3 separate regions of the Anser cygnoides genome follow, and regions 2 and 3 are each linked to region 1. Evidence: chromatin contacts called from public Hi-C data. All regions are on one chromosome and are shown on one strand. Each heading gives the region's core, a stretch centred on a gene start, on an enhancer-like site or on the middle of the called end of the contact. The rest is flanking DNA. Distances are from core to core; before and after follow the strand shown.

Region 1 (3,601 bases), core at 539-3,038:
CTCTCCCGCTGCGAGCTCCATCAGGCCTGCCAAACCTGCTACTTCGTGCTGCTGGATCTACCTCTCCAGACCAAAACCTCTCCACCCCTCCCGATTCGTGAGAAGTAAACAGGATCATAACTCCCTCAAGTGTAAACAGTTTAAAGGAAATGATTTGAATTTGCCAAGGATTATAAAATAGATCTTGACCTCTTGAAAATGTCAAATATTTCAGTGTTCACCAAAATGTTGTTATTTAGTCTCAAGTATTCGTAAAGACTTGGAGGATATATAAGTCCTGAAAGCCCAATAAAATATAACTAAGCATTCATGAAAGTATTTTATTGCAGTTAACGTATTTTATTCTTTTATTGCTGACATTTTGATCGCTATTTTCATTTACTCTGTACATTACAGCAGTGCCCAGTAGTTTCAAGTAGGACTGGGACCTCCCGGCGTTAGGTACTGCATATACACAAACAAAATCCCTGCTGCAGGGTGCTTACAGGCCAAGATTAAAAACTGCTTGTAAAGAATCAGCAAAGAGAAGAACAAAGTCAAAATCATTACGACTGATGCATTTGGTTTGAAGGTTTGGTACAGAGATTGCTTTGATGGAGAACAACAGTGACGTAGCTGTTGTAGGTAAGACCTTTGCTTCGCTGTTCCTGCAGTGAATGCAAGCTTGGCCCTATACTTCAACAGCTTTAGGAACTGGGTTTGCACCGCGGATCTCTTTGACAGGAACAGCCAGAGCATGACAAACATGGGAAGGAAACATCATCCTGGAAGTACCTTTGTTGGTGGCTTAAACTTATGTCCCACATCCACCTGGACTTCGGCAGGGCCAAGCAAAGGCCCCACACCACAGCTGAAGTTGCTTGCCACAGCCCTGTATGATGGCGCTGTAACGTGAGGCTTTCCCGGTGGGCTAAATGCTCCAAGAAGAGCCCAGTGCAAAACTGACAAGCCTGGGTGTTGATCCCTAACAGGTCTGTCCCAGCCCTGAACACAAGCCCCCAGCAGCCAGGACACCACTGGCTCTTCCACTGCTGTCCCCGCTACATCAGGAGGTGGGATTTGGGAGCCTTCTGCTAGAATTATAAACATCATAACTGCAGGAAAGCCTTCCTTGCAGGATGCTGACATCCCACTGTTGACAGATGGGGAGGTACTGCCCGCTTTCAAGACCTAGATCGTCAATCGCAAATGTTGGGAAATCACAAGTTAGGCCCCAAAATAAACAAGATTTGTTAAAAAATAACGTAGGGGGGAGGTCTTTCAAATTTGTCCTTCGGAAATGAAGCATTTTGTACGTACTCAGGTTGTGTTTTCTCAACCTCTGTCTGCAGCTAGAAAAATTTCTCTGGGGAAAGGACAACTTGAGAGATAAAATTCTGATATTATCACATGTTGCTTTTAAGAGCTGTAAGAGAAACATCAAGGGTTCTCAGGAGCTGATAACACTATTGTTTTAAGTTTTTCTGCATTTAGTTTAGTTTAGTGTTTCTCCTGAAAACCCCAGTCCAGATTCCTAAAATTACATGAGAATCCCAGCTCTCACAAGAAAAACGTGAAGTTTCAGCCCTTTAGCAGTAAATTAAAAAATAACAGTAAAGCAACTGGACACCAAATCTTAAGGGAACAACCTTTTTTTCTTGCACCAATAATGAGACCTCGATAGTGTGAGACTTCTACTTTTTTTCCCCATTTCCCTCCCTCCCACCCCCCAGTCTCTGGCCCCATTTTGAGGACAGGAAACAATTACAGATCCCTACATGCTCGCCAGAGAGCCAGGCTCCTATGTCAGGAATTTCAGTGTCACTGGACAAAGCAAAGGAGCAAAAATACTGCCATACTGGAGAAATCCTAACAACTACAAGTCAGAAGACAGTAAAGGCCTGGGAAGTTTCTGTAGTCAAGTGTTACAGTAACAAGTTAATTTTAATTAGTATTTGTTTTGTTAAGTTTCTCCAGACAAGCAGTAAGTTCTAACAGTTGCTTTGCAAAAGTTTTGGTTTCTTTTGTTGTTGATTTAAGTCCAAAACAAACAAACTATAACCAAACGTTTCACTGATAAAACTTAGCGAAATATTTAATATATGCATTTATTCCGGTCTTACCATTTGGATTTATTTTTTATTTTCAAATTTGGCTCCTGCTTACTTAAACCCAAGTCAAACTCAGCAGACAGAACAGCACAACCATTGGGCACTGCAGGAACAAGAAATGCAGCTGCGAAAGCACCATATGAGCAAAATTGTTGGTGTATCAAGGATTTCTGGGTCAAAACAGTTGTTTAGTCCCTAGCCACTTTCCCTTAACACAGTCACTGCAAATGCCAAAGGCCCTTGGTCTCTCTTGCTCCCTCCATTGCATCCCAGAGTTTTTGGAGTCTTTACCATTTGAGCTAGATGTCTCAGGTTGTCACGGTATGTGCCAAGGGGGGATGGGGGGCAAAGGCAATGTTTAGCAGCTTGTAGAGAGATATTTAATGGAGTCTGATCCAATATCCAATACCGGACTGCCGGCCACGCAGGAGAATGGTACACAGGAAAGCTTCTGAGGAGGGCGATGAGGTCAGCCAGTCATTTACTGGAGGAAGAAGGGATGAGCTCCCGTTCCCCCTGCTGATCCCAGAAGGTCTCTGGTCTTTCACCCCCCATACAGTTCCAAATCCCTCAACTTTGGAGGGATTATGCTAGCCTTTCTCCATGCCAAAGTACTCTCCTTACATACATGTGCCTTCCTACCTCGGTGAAGATCCCTTCTTGTCCTGTCCAAAACCGTGAAGTCAATTGACAAAACCTTTGGAAACTCACCTTTAAAGAGGGCTCTTAGGCTCTGCATTTTCATGTGCTTGTGTATGAACTGATAATGCAAACTGAGGGCGTCTCCATAAGTTCCTGATTTGCCATTAACACATGTTGCAAAAGCTCCCTGATCTAGAGCAACATACTTCAGTAATTAGCAGCTAACAACATGCAGCAAAACATCATAAAGAGAATTATAAATATAACCTTCTCAAAGGCTTACTAAAGAGGCATAAAATATTTTTAGAAGAAACTAATTGTGTTAGCCTTACAAGTATGCAAAGGAACTGTGGCATTTAACTTGCACACTTGTCTGTATATAGCTTTATTTCCAACTCCCCTCATAAAATACCAGCTTCTCAATTAAAGCCACAGCAGTCAGAAGTGCTCAGCCTGAATTCCCACGTCACTTTTAACACTCACAATTAAAGCACGTTCTCCGTAGCTGTTTGCTCTGGAATGTGCAAACTGAACGTCAATCCAGTCTACTTTTAGGAAGTTTACGTTGTGCCCTGATAAAAGAGGTCGTTACTGCCATATCCCATAATATCTGAGTGGAAAACCAGGAAATGTCAAGCTTTAAACTTGAAGTTACTCCCCGTGCTGCAGAGCAAGCAGAGGGGCAGGCGGGATGGGGCGCAGGGGGTCCCGCTGCCCCAGGGCTCCCAACACCCTCTCTTTCTGACCTAAAATGGGGAAACATGGCCTGATCTGGTAATGCTATTGATGTCTCATTTTTATATCCTAGCTGGGATGTTTCAGCAGCAATATTGTCAATATTCATTATTTTAACAGCGCCACCTAACAGA
Region 2 (3,775 bases), core at 497-2,996, 130 kb before region 1:
TTGCTGCAAGACAGCCTGTACACTTGCAGAGATAATTATATCTGAAATTAATCTCCAGTTCTGAATATTGACTACTATTATGGATCATGTTACGCTGCTTTTGCTTGGCAATGTGAAATCAGTAAGAAGAACCACAACCCACAAATACCTGTTCTCATAGGCAACATATGACCTTGCCAACTGTGAAGTATGCAATGTGATGTTTTGAAGCAAGAGCTCAGCAAGGGCTGATATGGCAACTCAGATGGGAAAATGCAAAGAAACTGATGTTGCTGGAATTTAGAAAGTCTCAATTACTGAATGGAAAATGCATGGAAAATAACTATTTACTGTCTGTGCACCAGATCAAAGGCACACATTATTCTAGGAACAAACCCAGGATAAAGTTGGGGGTGAAATGACTGGACTTTTGAAGGTGAATAAAATTTCCAGGAAAATATCAAGAGTAAAAGAGGAACCCAAACATCCACATGGAGAAATGAAATTTTATGGACTCATCAACTCAGAAATAATAAATTCTAATCAGTATTAGTCTATGATGTGAACATAACGTTCTCAAAATAACTTCATCCAAAAAAAAAAAAAAAAAGTATTGAAGGAGGTCTGGTTCCTATTTCAATCAAAACCAATTGCTTTTTCTGCTTCCCATCTTGAAAATTACTAGACACTTCCCTAAAGATAACTGAAGATACTGCAAATACATTTCAAAGTTTGTGTCCTTGGAAAACTAAGTTCCAGGGGAAAGAAAGCTGGATGAAATAAAGATAAGGAGTTAAAACTTAAATCATAGAATACATTAAATCCCTGCATCAACATCATTATTTCAGAGAGATTCTAACTTTAATGAATGCAATTTTAATATTTTTCCATATTTATTTTAACTTTGCTTTATAGAGATATGTACTACATTTAGTCAAAATGTATGCCATTTATTTTCTGAATTGGCACAGCTGATAAAAAATATTTTCATGGGAAACACACTGCAAAAGCCAATTCTAGCGTTCAGCATAGAAGGAAAAGTTGGTTTCAGTTTGGAGTAGGACAGTCTTGGCTCAGCTACTGCATGGTTTTATAAATCTACCAGGACAAAACTGGTGACCTACAAATTACAGCTGTTGTAGAATAATCTTTTTTTTTTTAAAAAGACACAATTAATCATGGGGTAGGACCTCTTTCATATTTAGAACTCTTTTCTTATTACCACTGAAAAGAGTTGTTTCAAACAGTAGTTTTTTAACATTAGTAAATGGTGTATTTTTAATGAAGTGAGATAATCTAGGTTCTGTCCTATACTCTGTTTCTCATTTATAAATAGAATACCTAAATTTTGAGGAAGAGACTGAATCTATTATCCCAGTCTCAGTATCCCGTGTCCTACAACTGTGTGTGGAAATGAAGCATGAAACTAAAGAAAAGAAGAAAGATTTCCTCATCTGTATGTCATTCATTCAGATCTGCTTAGTCAATATTATTGGGATATGCTGTTAAATGTGCATTTCATGAGAAATGATGTTTTAAACTTTCAAAATACACTGTTCCTTGATTTTATAGGTGAATTGAAAAAAAATATTTTGAAACAAATGGGTATTGTTTTAAGATCCCCAAGCACTAAGAGCTCTTACAAGGCTATTTGTAAAAAGCAAGGATGATTTTGATTTTCACTGTCCAGGATAAAATAAAAAATGTGAAAAAGAAAAAGAAAGCCACAACAGATAATGGCTAGTGCATTGGATTTGTAAAGTGCTTTCTTTTTACCAGGATGTTATCTGTCACATGAGTAGAGTTGTGAGTACAAACATTACTTTTATGTGCAATAAGTCAATTGATTTGTACCATTTCTTCAGCTTGCACAATTGTTCTGCATCAGAGAAAATACATCCCTTTCCAGTCGGGCAGTAACTGCAGCCAGCACTTCTTTCATTCCAATCACATACCTTTTTTTAGGCAATATATTACGTACAAAGAGACCATTGTACTTTTATTCCTGCCAAATGTGATACAGCTTACAGGAGACAAAAGAACAGAATGGTTCCTTTTAATAGATCTTGAACCTCCGAGTAAATATATAGAAGTTGCTCAAGCGCTAACCTCTGAAAACTGAACCCTGCAGCTTTGATTGTAGTAGCTCAAACAAACCAAACTCTGCAGGGCTCACCCAGTGGTAATTGCAATAAACAACATACAAGAGCTCCCAAATATTGCTCAACCAAGCACAGTGTTGGCCACCTGCCAGATGCTTAATGGCCACTTCTGACCTGAATACAATGGCGTGGTGGGGGTGGATGTTGGCAGCCCAAGGGACTGGAGTGGCTCTGCTCTGGTGGCTCTGTGGGTCACCAGTGGAGCAGAGGGAAGGCACTGGGTGAATTGTAGACACCTGTGGGTCACATCTGTGGTTTGTGGCAGGTGGCTTCTGCACCTCCCCGTTAGGTGTAATGAGTCAAGAAATAATACGTACACAACTCATGAAGAGTAGTAATACAATGGAGCACAACCATTGTAGCCAAAATAAATAAAACTAACATGACTTCCAATTCAGAATAGTGATAATCATAGCAACAGGGAACTTTTTATTATATTTAAAACAAAATAATGTAGGGAGAATATGTCACTTGGAGAATAAAACTGATTGCGTGGAGAAAGTCTTGCTTCCATTCACATCGAAGTCATCAACAAATCTATGGTTGCCTTTGTGAGGAGCTGGTTTGGCCCAACATGGGTGGTGATTCTTTCAGGTATTAAGACTGTGTGTTCATCATGATATAGCCCTAGTGAAATGCGCAGTGGTGAGGGGAGTGATTCCCAACCAGTGTGAACAACGTTCAACTTGACAAGTACCAGGGTAGAATTCCCCTGCAGCCCCCACTCCTTGCTCTTCTCCATGGCCTTCCCCAGAAAATATGTTTGAGCACATAAAACTGACCTCCTCATTCAGAGAAGTCTTCTGAGGAAAAACAAAAGCTGACTTTTCTTTCAGGATTGCCAATATGGGCAATATCGCTTATTTGCAGTTATTACTCCAGTTCACAGGAGGCTAGGGGGAAATAATACCAGCAGAAATACTATACCAAACGAGAGAAGCCCAGTAATGAAGAGACCAGGCAGTGACAGTATATAAATTAATCATGAGTGCATGACAGGATGCTTTGTGCAAAAAAGCAAATTGCTATTTTTGGACACGTTCCGAGGGAACCTGAGTAAATCAGTGACATAAAGCATTCCCCTTTTCACAGCTCGGGACTCAGGCATGAGACCCTGGCTCATGTTGGTGAGCACTTAGTCACACCAGCAGTCCCACTGACTCCAAGAGCGTAACTCATGTAGTCTGTTTTGTTCTGGGCCCCTTGGTTCAGAAGAGCTAGTTATAAACCAGGGCTAAGATCCAGCCACACGGTTGATAAAAAGGTCAGGGGCCATGACCTACAGGGGAAAAGCAGGTAGATGTTGCTCAGGCTGGAGAAGAGCTGACAATGGGCATATGCCTGTTGTCAGGAGATGACGCAGGTGTTAGTGAATGATTAAAAAAAAAAAAACACTCCAGAAAAAAGTTCCATAAAAGGGAGAAAAGAAGGTGTGATAACACCATTGTAGTAAAACTCCTGAGTGCAACTGTATGAAAAGGTCTTTAAAGATGTGTTCAGTCAGGCAAGAATAAGTATACCCTGAGAAATCACTGAGGCATATAGATCCCCCCTGAATAGGTGCAAGACAAAGCCAGACTTAATACTTAGGAGTGAATGTTCAACAAATACATCATTGAAGTAACAGTATTAAA
Region 3 (4,097 bases), core at 1,235-3,734, 180 kb before region 1:
CTGACTCAGAGGTCATCAAACTCCATGTTTGAAGGGTTCATCTAACACCAACAGCTTGTGCCTTTCCCCAAACGCTTCACAGCTTAGGTCACTACCCACAACTTCTCCTGTGCCCACAATCCCCTTGTAAAATTAACACTATTCTCCTCACTGACCAATCCTAAGGCCTCCTCTCACTTAAGTCATCCTCCAAACAGTCATCTGCAGTTTGGATCTGCACCAAACTGATCCGCTACATGCCTCCGTGTAGCTGCCATTGCTTTGCTTGCCTCTCCCCCTGTGCTCTATTGCTGCTCTCTCATTAGATACCACACAGGACCAAGCCCAGCCTAGTTCTCCCTGGAGCAAAACAAAGTGAGTGAGCAAGAGAGAGAACAAAACAAAAAGCCCCAGTTCCCACTCTGGCAGAGATTTTAAAACACAGAGTGCAATTATGAAAAGGTTACCCAGATGGGACCCAGAGGGCGAGTGAGGGGAAGGAGAGCTGTCATCCAAGGGGAAAAAAATCAGATGTATGGTAGCCCTACTGCTATAATACGATTCCTATTCCATGTGCAAATGTACAATGCAACGATAGTTCTTCAAGCCAGCATGGGCTGGGTTAATTGGACGTAAGGATTTTTTTTTAAATAACCCATTCATTCAAAAAAAAAAAATCCTGCCCCAGTGATCACACCAAGTACAAGCATGTCACTAAAAGGCTTGTTCCTAATTGACAGAGGTTCCTGCCTACTTTTAAGTCTCTACCCCAAAACACTGAAAAAACAACCCTGTTGAGAATATGGTTATGCTGTAAAACAATAGGCAACAGCATTACCATTTTCAATTTTTCTGTGTATTTAAGCAGAGATGAATCATTTTTACTGAAACAGATCCTGAAAAATTCAGTCTGAGGAAAACAAACAAACAAACAAACAAACACCAGAAAATTGCAATGCAAAAAGTGAGTAACTGGAAGGCTACAGTTAGTTGAATGGAAATGAGCTTCACAATGTCCTAATACAACTGTGAGCTCCACCTGTGCTATGTGCCCACGCGATGTTAAGTAACCATCTTACTGTTGCAGAATTGGAAGTGACCATTGCTGACTGTACATGTGGAAAGATATTTGAGGGTCTGTCTCATATGTGTAGAATGCTAAAATGTTACTTATTTTTAACAACAGCAGAAATAAAAAACTTTCAGAATGGCTAAAACCCTGTCCCTAGCATGACAGCTGACAGCTAATGCATGGGAGATGCCAAACTGACTTGCAGTTATCTTTTCACCTCTCTGCTGTCTGAGGCTACCCGAAATTGTAGTTGCTGGCACAACCCAGTCATCAAAATAGCTTGCTCCAGCTACTTGCCTGCTAATGTGCTACCATGTTTTTTCACGGCAAGGGAATCCCAAAATAGGCTCAGATAGGCCTGGGCAACAGCTTATTTATGCATTTTTCTACTGCCAGGTGGGCACAACCTGAGGCTGGGGGGAACTTAATCTCTGCTAAGCAGTTACTCACCGAATTCAACAGTTTCCAAGAAAAATCACATGATACAATCAAAGTGTATTTTAATGTTGAATCAAGACATACCAGTAAGTCATTTAGAGGAACAAAATCATCGATCACATCAAGTTAAATTCAGCTTACAGTACTAAAAAGCTTCAAGACACCAACTGTGATAGGCAGATCTGGGGGTGGATCTAGTACTGACTGCATGCAGTTTTCTGACATCTTATCCCAAATAGCTTGTTTAGAAAATGCCATGAAGCACTGTTAACAGAAAATAGTTGCACAGTTTTTCTCCTCTGGTCTATCAACATGCAAGTGCAAGAGCACATTTCCATGTCTTCGGATATCCCTTCTATCCCTCGACGCAGTTTTCACATGTTGGCAGATCCGACCAAAGTCCCAGCCGCAGCTGGGTCTACATGGCAGATGTCCACAGAGCGGTTGTGTATTGTCTTGGCACCGTTCGTGCTCCCTCCTCCCTCCTCTGCTCAAACTGCATGCCATAGGAGATTGCTTTGTACTACAAACTACGAAGGACAACCCTCGGCTACTGCCAAGCAGCTTTTTTTTTTTTTTCTTTAACTTGCACTGTAAACTGCACAGTCCTAAAATTGACCTAGAGGAAAAAAAAAAAAGGCGAAAACTCTTCCATATATGACCAGAAAGCAGCTATTTAGACAAGACAGGAGAGACATTAACAGTGCAGTCAGGAGCCTGTGTGTTTGACTTGGGTGTATTAACGCCCCCAACTCTCTTCCTTCCCTCCCTCCCTCCCTCTTTCCACAAAGTCTGCATTTTATTTATTGATGGGGTGTGCTTTAGGGATCGGAGGGCTCTTCCCCTCACCCCCAGCCCAGCCAGTCCCTGCTCCTGGAGGAGGAGGAGGGGGGCTGCGCGGGGGGGGGAGGAGGCAAAGTGGGTGCATTACGAGCTGATTGTGCTCTCGCCCCGACCTCCAACAGCCTGATCCGCCTTTGAAGTTTTCCACCCCTCGACTTGAAGTGAGATCGATTACAGAAGAACAACAGGGACAAAGAATCCGCTGCTTTACGTGCAGCCACTTTCCCACGATCGGGGCAGCCAGCTCGGCAGCGGCGAGGGATCACCGCTTTCCCTACGCTCCTCCTCGCCACCATTCAGAAAACTCGCAGCCCCCGCCCCGAGCCCTCCGCTTCGCCGGGGAGAGCTATTTGCAAAAAAATAACCCGAGGTGTTTAGGGACGAAGGGGCTGGGGGGCGACTTGCACGGCCTCGGTCTTTAAAATGCAACGGGAAGGAATCGGTATGGGGCGGGGGGGGGGGGCGGAGGGGGTGGCGTTTAAAGGGTGGATAAATAAAAATTAAGCTGCACAGACGGGTGAGATGCGAGCAAGCGCCTCCTCCCCAGGCTCCGCACACGGGCGGGGGGACGCGCTCCGCACCGCCCCGCACTGCACCGGGGCCGGCAGCGCCTGCGGGCGGCACCAACGCCTTTACCTTTGGGTCTGGCCCCCGGCTCTGCCCGTGTCCCCGCCGCTGGGACAGCCGAGGGGCCGGGAGGGGACGGACCGAGGGAGGGCGGAGGTAAAAGGGCGAGTGGACAGGGGGAGAGCGCGGGGTGCCGGGGCTGGGACCCCCGCCGCCATCCCACCGCATCCCACCGCATCCCACCGCATCCCACCGCATCCCATCCCATCCCACCCCATCCCATCCCATCCCATCCCATCCCATCCCATCCCATCCCATCCTCTCCCAGCCGTGCGGGAGGATGGGGGGGAAGCACCTCTTCCCTTCCTGGCCCGCGCTGAATGGGGAGATTTGTTGTTGAAACTCGGTTTGAACCCATCACACGCCGGCTGGCTTTTCCAAGAAAAGCGCTTTAATTTGTCACCGGGCTTCCAAGCCCATTCATAAAAAAAAAAAAAAAAAAAAAAAAAAAAAAAAGGCGGCTCAGTGCCGGGCTGCAGGGACCTCCAAAGAAGGCGGCTGCGGAGGGGGATTTCCTCCCCTCCCCTCTCTCCCCTCCCTGCCCTCCCCTCCGCTGCCGGCCCTGCCCCTCCCCGCCGGCCCTGCCCCCTCGCCCGGCTGCCCGGCTCCTCCCCGGCAGACTGCGCGGCGTCGGGGCGGCGAGCGAAGGGGGCGAGCACCGGCAATAGCCGCGGTCACAAATTACTGCAGGAAGTGTTAGCCGCGCACCGGCTCCTAAACAAGATCGATTACTTTCCACCGCCGCAGCCCCAGAAAGGGCGGCCGGGACCGGGGCGGGGAGGGGAAGGGGAGGGGAGGGGAGGAAAGAGAAGAAAGGGAAGGGAAGGGAAGGGAAGGGAAGGGAAGGGAAGGGAAGGGAAGGGAAGGGAAGGGAAGGGAAGGGAAGGGAAGGGAAGGTGCCCAGGGGACAGGGCTGGGGGCGGCCCGGCCGGTGAGTAAGGCCCCGCGGGGGCGGGCCGGCTGCGGCAGGAAGCCCTGACTCAGGCTCCGGGCTCCGGGCATCCGACGGGGCCCCGGTGTGAGAGGCACCCACCCGAGCAGCGGCAGTGGGTCGAGAAGAAAGCTGTGATATAAAGGGGAATTGCACTCCCCTGCCTCCTGCTCCACGAGTGTTCTCCTTCTCAGGGCGCTTTTAGGG

Evidence for each region. A called contact is a pair of places that touch in the nucleus more often than the background predicts.
Region 2: a contact with region 1 is called in a Hi-C map of liver, with 19 times the contacts expected there. The contact joins two enhancer-like sites. A contact is called at or near these places in 2 of 7 Hi-C or Micro-C datasets (both in liver).
Region 3: a Hi-C map of liver shows a contact between it and region 1, with 1.8 times the contacts expected there. The contact joins two enhancer-like sites. A contact is called at or near these places in 2 of 7 Hi-C or Micro-C datasets (both in liver).

What each region holds. Positions count from the first base shown.
Region 1 is chr1:37,315,373-37,318,973 of Taihu_goose_T2T_genome, reverse strand. The region is part of intron 1 of MSRB3 (methionine sulfoxide reductase B3); the gene reads right to left. Among named protein-coding and RNA genes, the nearest start is that of MSRB3, 14 kb to the right of the region's middle. Within about 2 kb of position 1,788, at least 1 of the 3 cell types and tissues checked has open chromatin away from gene starts, as enhancers often do. A contact at or near this core is called in liver, where this site is marked.
Region 2 is chr1:37,446,117-37,449,891 of Taihu_goose_T2T_genome, reverse strand. No RefSeq gene overlaps it. Among named protein-coding and RNA genes, the nearest start is that of HMGA2, 89 kb to the left of the region's middle. Within about 2 kb of position 1,746, at least 2 of the 3 cell types and tissues checked have open chromatin away from gene starts, as enhancers often do. A contact at or near this core is called in liver, where this site is marked.
Region 3 is chr1:37,491,283-37,495,379 of Taihu_goose_T2T_genome, reverse strand. No RefSeq gene overlaps it. Among named protein-coding and RNA genes, the nearest start is that of HMGA2, 43 kb to the left of the region's middle. Within about 2 kb of position 2,484, at least 3 of the 3 cell types and tissues checked have open chromatin away from gene starts, as enhancers often do. A contact at or near this core is called in liver, where this site is marked.